2 separate regions of the Rattus norvegicus genome follow, and region 1 is linked to region 2. A link is a contact called in public Hi-C data. All regions are on one chromosome and are shown on one strand. The core of a region is the stretch at or near the end of the contact, and the rest is flanking DNA. Distances in the headings are between cores, read along the strand shown.

Region 1 (3,739 bases), core at 862-3,361, 300 kb after region 2:
TTGAGGGCCCTGAAGGGAATAGGAACCCCACAGGAAGACCAACAGTTAATCTGGACCCTAAGAAGCTCTCAGGGACTGAACCACCAACCAAAAACCATACACAGACTGGACTAAGCCCCCCAGCACCAGGCAAATATGCAACTTCATGTTGGTCCTGAAGAACTGGAGCAGGGGCAGTCCCAAAAGCTGTTACCTGTCTGTGGGGTCTTGGCTGCCTTGTTTGGTCTCAGTGGGAGAAGCAGTATCTAACCCTGCAGAGACTTGATGTGCCAGGGTTAGGGGGCTGGGGATGGGGGAGGTGCTCCACTCAGAGAAGGGGAGAAGGGGTGAGGTGGAGAAACTGTGGGGGGTGGAAACCAGGAGAGAGGACAGCCATAGGGATGTAAAGTGAATTTAAAAGCAAGCAAACAAACGTATGGGTGATTAGTTAGACTGTATAAAACAGTCATCTTGTACCTAACCCTGGCACCTTTCTAATAATTTCATTCTCCAGGAAAGGTCCAGAAGTTTCTTAACGAGTACACTTTACAGTATCAAATTAGGTATCTGTTCAATATAGCATGGAGTTGTCGAATCCGTAACTATTCAAGCTTCTTTACTGTGGTTTGGTTTAATGGTTTAGAACTATGCTAAGTGATGAGAACCCCCTGTACTCCATATAGTACTTGATACACACATGCATGCCTCTCCATACTGGCAGTGGTGGGAATTAAACTTGGCCTACATGGTTTATTTTCACAATACCAGAATGCTTTATCTGGCTAACTATCCTTTTCTCTATTTTGTGATGTGCTTTCTTTTAATTTCTTTTGTGTTTTCATTTACATTTATGCCAGCAGTTCTCAACCTTCCTAATACTGTGACCCTTTAATACAGTTCCTCATGTTGACCCAAACAAAAAATTATTTTTGGTGTGACTGCAACTTTGCCTCCTGTTATTAACTGAAATGGAAATATGGTTTCCCATAGTCTTGCTCTTTGGAACTACAAAGCTGGCTGATATCAAAATGACTGTTAAGTATGAAGAAGCTATCATCCCAATTTTAGCTTGAAATAAAGCATGTGAATACTTATATGAGTCTTTAAGACTAAAACGTCTTCTGAAAGGCATCCAAAAGAATAACTTCTGTCAAATATTTGGGCATATCATGGAGACGAGCCTTCAAGTTTCTTTAAAGCATACTGTAGTGTTTTTAGTACTCTATAAACAATCAACGTTCTTGTCCAAGCACCTTGTCTAAGTTTCTTGAACCGGGGGAAGAATTAACAATAATATCCAGTGACAATTTAACACAGTTGATAATATTCTGATTTTGGTTATAAATATCATCCTGAAAAATAATCTCCTACTGGCTCTAAATGTCTGAGGGTAGATTCTGCGGGCAAACGTAGGGATGGCAAAACACACTTCTAAAATCCTGGCACCCTGTCCTTTTTCTTAATCTAATCGTACCCCCTCTCCCGTCCCCAGCACTTCCACAGCTTCAGAATATTGCAGAGAACTACTTATTACAACCGGATGAGGTATACTGGAGCCATTCCTGGTAATGCTTTCAACTCTTCACCCCTTTCGCTCCAGATCCTGAGTTTACTGCACCTGAGACACAGTTAATCTCTTCGAAGCTCGCGGTCCAGAAACCACCTACTGCTGGCCAGGCGGGCGTTTTGTGTGCCCTGTGAAGCTCACGGGAGCCACCAAACGTCGGGCTGAGGAAGCGCCTCGTGACACCAGAGCTCATTAATAGCCTGTTCGCTTCGAGAATGCTCCGGAAAGACTCGGGGGTCCGCAGCTTTCCCCTACGTGTGTCAGCACAGCCCGGCACGCCGAGCCGCCGCCGAGCCGGACAGAGGCCGCAGTCCGCCCGCTCGCCCGGGGGCCGCCATGCCGACTCACCGCTCGCGTTCGGCCGGTGTCGCCGTCCGCGGCCGCGTCAGCTCGTGCCTCCCCACTCCAGCCACCGGAAACCGCTTCCTCACCGCAGCTCGGGAAGGGTTTCGCTGCTCCGCGCCCTCCTGACCCAACTCGACAGGGACACCAACGATACACGGCCAACTTCACAGAACAGTGGAAAACGGGTCGGGATCTCCTCGGCGCTCGGTTGACGTCACTGCCGAGGGACAGCAGCGGTGCGGCGTGTCCTCTGCGCATGCGCGGCCGCACTTTGACGGCAGGCTGAGTGGGGGAAACTGAGGCCTTGAGTCATGACTGCACTTTTGTTAGAAAATACCTTGCTTAGGTGATTGTGTGCACTCGCAGTTTCATTTGAAAGTGAATGCTAAATCCAAATAATTCTGCGAGCTTTCTGAAATGGCGTGGTTCAACTGGTGGAAGATCTGGTGTGTTATGGTAAAAGTCAGTTTACGGCAAGTATGTTGAGTCTCAAGACTACAAAACAAGCCATGAGCTAGGGAAAGATGACTAAAATACCTGCTCACTATAGACACTGCTGTCAAAATCTGTTCCCAACAAAACCCTTAAGGTTATTCATAAAACTTTTTTTTTTATGCATCTTACAGAAACTTGGAAATATTTAATGGTTATTGGACATACTGTGGGAACTGGGATAATGCTAGTTGTGGGCTTGCTCCCCACCCACTATGAAAAGAGGCTACAATTCTTTTGTATTTCTAGATTAAAATTCTTTTTAATGTAAACAGGCATCGGGGTTTCAAATACAGTAAGAATTGAACTCGCATTTTGACATTATCTCCAAAAACTGCCATTTCTGTTATCTTATTATGTGGTGTATGTATAAAATCATTGCTCATGAGTATATAAATAACCATCTTGTCATAAAGCAACAGAAATACATAAAATCAAGTGAGATGTGTGTGTATGCATATATGTATCTCAAAAACATGACTTACTGGGATTTTTTTTTGTCTCAATAGTAAGTTCTAGACAGATAAAGACCCACATTTTAAAAAATCTTATCATGACCAGAATCTAGTACATTGCCTTGCACATAACAGCAGGTACTGTATAAGTGGCTTGGTCACTTTCCGGGCATTTATTTCTATTTAGATGCCTTTCCCCAACATGAAAATAATTCATGAACAACGATGGGATGATGTTCATTTTTATTCCTCCAGCAACCATTTCATGCCTGCAGCCTGGTGAGAGCTACACTTACCTGCAAATTTCATGATGTCGTTTTCCTCACAGACGGGTATTATCCCTTTGTGAGCCTGCACCACATCTGCATTGCTGCCCATCGCTTGCAGGCGTTTAGGGTGTTCACGCTTAGCTGCTGTGAATAGAGCAGCAAATGGACATTGCTAGGCAAGCATCGGTAGGAGGGTGTCCTTTGGCCATATGTGCAGGAGTGGAGCTGAGTCATGGCAGATTAACGTTTAGCTTTGTGAGCAATATGGAACACACATGGTTTCCTGTATATGGTCCCCAGTTGGTAGAACTTTCGGGAGGATTAGGAGTTGTTACCGCACACTGGGGTGATCTTTGAGGTGTCCGAAGCACACACCATTCCCAGTTAGCTGTCTGCCATGTTTACCAACCAGACAGAAGCTCTGAGCTACTGCTTCACCGCCATGCCTACCTGCTTGATGCCATACACCTCGCCGCGATGGTCATGGGCGCATCCTCTGTAGGCACCAATAAACTCTTTATAAGTTGCCGGGGTTGTGTTATCTATGCTACCGTAGCAGTAGAAACGTAACTAAGATAAGGGCTACTTTCCCCTCCACTGTACAGGCGACTGACTCACGCTGTACACAGGAA
Region 2 (4,012 bases), core at 511-3,010:
AAGGATTGAAGGAGCTGAAGGGGTTTGCAACCCCATAAGAACAACAATACTAATCAACCAGAGCTCCCAGGGACTAAACCACCACCCAAAGACTATAAATGAACAGACCCATGGCTCCAGCTGCATATGTAGCAGAGGATGGCCTTGTTGGGCACAAATAGGAGGAAAAACCCTTCGTCCTTCCAAGGCTGGAACCCCCCAGTGTAAGGGAATGTTAGGGCAGGGAGGCAGGAAAGGGTGGGTGAATAGGTGGGGGGCACCCTCATAGAAGAAGGGGGAGGGGGATGGGGTAGAGGTTTTATGGATGGGAAACTGGGAATGGAGATAACATCCGAAATGTAAATTAAAAAAAAGAAATGTAAGTAAAAGAAAAAAATCCAAGAAAAAAAATTACACTATAGTGAATCAAGTAAGTAAAGACTTGAGAAAAAGGAATAACACTCTTAAGTTCCAAGAGACAAATAAGAACAAATAGTCGATCCGAGCCATGACGCTCTGAGAAAATGAAATTTTACAAGTGTTACTAACAACCCACTTCTTAGAAAAGAAAGGTAAAATTGGAAAAATCCACAGCTTTAGTGACTTTCAAGAAGAGCAGGCCGTTCCCTGCTAAAGGAAATGGCATCAGTGAGATGACGTACGATCTTGTTGCTATGTGCAACATTAGCTGCTGAGATCTGTAACCTGACACACACCGCTATCCCCATAGCCCCTGATACAAATTTCTGAGCTGACATAATTGGATCAACAAAGTTTGGTTCAACATAAACTTCCCAACCTTTATGTCCACCAATGTAGACTATTTTCCCACGCATGAATTAATAAATGCTGGGGAATTTAAAAATAATCACTCACTCCGCCCCATACAGTACCTCCTTCCTAAAGGTGGCCCCTGCAGATGGCTCTCTTAAACTTATGTCTGTGCGCTGGCTCTTGTCTGCATTGTTTAACACTGCAGTGTACACAGTAAACTGTTTCCTCTTTCTGGTCTGAAGGCAGAAGCCATGCTCCCTTGCAAGTATTTTACTTTTACTTCAGAGGACCATTCCTTACATGACTGAGATGAATAATTTTAAAATGCTCTTGTGATAAGGCCCTTTGTCTAAAGAATTTAGGAAGTTTCATAAAAAGGAAAGTAGGGTCATTGCCCTGGGGGAGCATGAGACTTGAATCCAGGTGACAATATAGGTTGTCTCAGAAACAATTTTCTAAACGGCTAAACAGGCAGCTGTTCAAAGGTTGTTTGTTTGTTTGTTTGTTTGTTTGTTTGTTTTTTAAAAAACCTAAAATATTGAAACAATATGCTTTCAGACACCCAACACATGAGCTTTATTTTACAACCTAGCAAAATTAACTCCAAATGAATGCCAACCAAATGTTAAATAGAAGAACTTGCCGACTGTACTGGAGAAATTAAGGTTGTCTGACATTGGCACCCTCCCCATGGTGTCTCTATACACAAGCCCCTGCGCCAAACGCTTTGTGCAGCTTCGGCCCAGCCAATGAAGTCATTCAGATGCCACTGCTAACTCCAGGAATGACTAATAACAAGAGGGACCCCACACATGGCTGCATCAAGCTGTTTGTTTCCTCCCACCTTTGTGTAGGGCCCACCACAACAGATTCCGCTCCTCACCTTTGTGAGCAGGGAGAATATCCTGGCCATGTTGCAACTTCCGAGCTTGCCTACGTTCCCTCAGTACGCAGCAGCTAAGTCAAAGCACAACACACCAGACCTCTAAAAGGGGCTAAAGTGCACGGACACTGAAAAGGGGATTCCCGGAAGCACCCTCCTCCTCCTCTGACTGGAGGGTTTCATGGAGGTCCTGATTGGCCAGTGAATCTGTCAGTCCCTGTCTCCACTAGGCACAGCCTCTTGGGACTCTGAAGCTGGGAAATTCTCTGTGTTTTAGCAGTGCTTCGCCTGGCTGGTACTGGGCTTCAGGGGACTGCCAAGACAGCGCTCTGGGATGGGAAAAGCAGTCTGGGATGAGAGGAGAAGCCAGAGCTGGTTCGGGGATACCTTGGCTTGATATTAGGTCGGGCCTCAGGGAATCTCTGACACTTGTACACCTAGGCACCAGGAGGTGCAGTGGAAGAGCCAAGAACTCAGTTGGAGGACCCTCCCCCAGGCCTTGGGAAAACGGGAGCTATGGCTTAGTTCAGCAGGGATGGGCCTTAGCTTGGCAGAGGCAGGCTGGAAGCACAGATGGGCCTTCTATTGGAGGGGGGAAGATGTTCTGTGCGTTACCCATGGTGGTGGTAAATGAGAGACCGTCCTTGGTTCTAATCTGTTTATTGACTGTGGCAGAAAAGAGATACATATCTTTTCTCGGGGTCTGACCTGAGATTAAATACTTTTTGCAGGGAAGAATGTCTGGGAAGGGAAGTTTATGGACTAAGCCCTCAGGGCCTCCAGGAACCTCTGGTACTCGACTCCACTTTATCCAGGAATCGTGTCTCTGAATGTGTCGGTAAAGTCACACTATCTGTCCCTTCATATCATCCTCATTCACTGGTATGATGTCTAAGTTCTTATCATAACACATATGTAAGATATTCCTTGTCCTTTTATGGTGAAATATATCCATTGTTCATCGACACCACATTGTATCGTCCGTTCGTTCACTAGTCTTTCCTTTCTTATAGATTCCCAAATTAATCCATTTTAGCAGAACCAGGACACACCTGTCCACAACCACAATTGAGTATGCCATAGAACTATGGTTTCTCTACAGGGGAAAATAACCCAATGTTGACACCTGACTACCGTATGTATACACACCTGTACGCACACAGGCACACGTGCATATGAACGGTATGTACAGCACACACACATCAGACTGCACACACACATCAGACTACACACACATGAACATGCAAAAGATAAAATGGGGAAGATGGTAAACTTTGTGTTATACATAAGTACATCACAAGGAATGAGTGGTGGACATTACACCTTGCCTGTATCATTGAGCCTCACTCCCAGACCAGCAAATTCTGTTTGTTCTTTTGTTTTGTTCTCTTTTGTTTTCATGCAGAAAGCACGCCAACATCATGAGAAATGATGTTTTCAGATCCAAGGCTAGAGCAGTAGACTGAGCACAGACACTGTGTTCTGTTATTGAAAATTTAAATGGTGGTTAGAAAACAAAAACAGAAGATGTCTGAGAAAAGTTGGTGCAGGTATCCAGCTCATGAGAGACGAGAAGAACTGAGAGGGCTGCTCCACACGAGTCAGCATGTGAAGCTTTGCTCTGACTACGAAGAGAGCGACAAGGATCCTGAGGCAGTGAATGAACACACTTCCTACATAGACTTAGATCTAAGCCATAGCTCCCTGTTCCTCCCCCAGACCTGGGGGAGGAGCCTCCTACTGAGTTCAAGCCTCTTCCACTCCACCTCCTGGTGTACAAGTGTCAGAGATCCCCATGAGGCCCGACCCAATACCAAGCCAAGGAATCCCTGAACCAGCTCTGGCTTCACCTCTCATCCCAGACTGCTTTTCCCATCCCAGAGCTCTGTCTTGGCAGTCCCCTGAAGCCCAGTACCAGCCAGGCGAAGCATTGCTAAAACACAGAGAAATTCCCGGTTTCACTGTCCCAAGAAGCTGTGCCCAGGGGAAGGGCAGACACAAACTGACAGATTCACTGGCCAATCAGGACCTCCAAGAAGCCCTTCAGTCAGAAGAGGAGGAGGGTGCTTCCGGGAATCCCCTTGCAGTGTCTGCGCACTCGCGGCTTTTTAAGTGATCTGCTGTGTTGCGCTTTAACCTCACTGCTGTTTACTGAGAGAACTTGAGCAAACTCTGAAGTTGCAACATGGCCAGAATATTCTCCCTGCAGCCTATGTGAGGTCCGTCTTGGTATTAACAATCCTTGCGGCAAGCGGCGGTCCCTGAGTGACTTCATTCTCTGTGCTGAACCTGCCCAAAGCACTTGGAGCAAGAGCTTGTGTACAGCAACACCATTGGGAGTTTGCCAATGGCAGACAGGTTTAATTTCTCTAGGAC

Evidence for each region. Hi-C and Micro-C count contacts between places; a contact is called where the count stands out from the background.
Region 1: a contact with region 2 is called in a Hi-C map of kidney, with 3 times the contacts expected there. The contact joins the promoter of Thoc2l here to the promoter of Zfp658l1 in region 2. A contact is called at or near these places in 2 of 12 Hi-C or Micro-C datasets (kidney and mammary epithelial cells).

What each region holds. Positions count from the first base shown.
Region 1 is chr14:5,537,535-5,541,273 of GRCr8, forward strand. Thoc2l (THO complex subunit 2-like) reads right to left here and starts at 2,112. Exons shown (of 9, transcript NM_001379099.1): 1 at 1,895-2,112.
Region 2 is chr14:5,241,184-5,245,195 of GRCr8, forward strand. It overlaps Zfp658l1 (zinc finger protein 658-like 1), which reads right to left and starts at 1,761. Exons shown (of 4, transcript NM_001177909.1): 1 at 1,637-1,761. The coding sequence starts at 1,666. It overlaps LOC134481698 (a long non-coding RNA gene), which reads left to right and starts at 3,188. Exons shown (of 2, transcript XR_010057428.1): 1 at 3,188-3,855.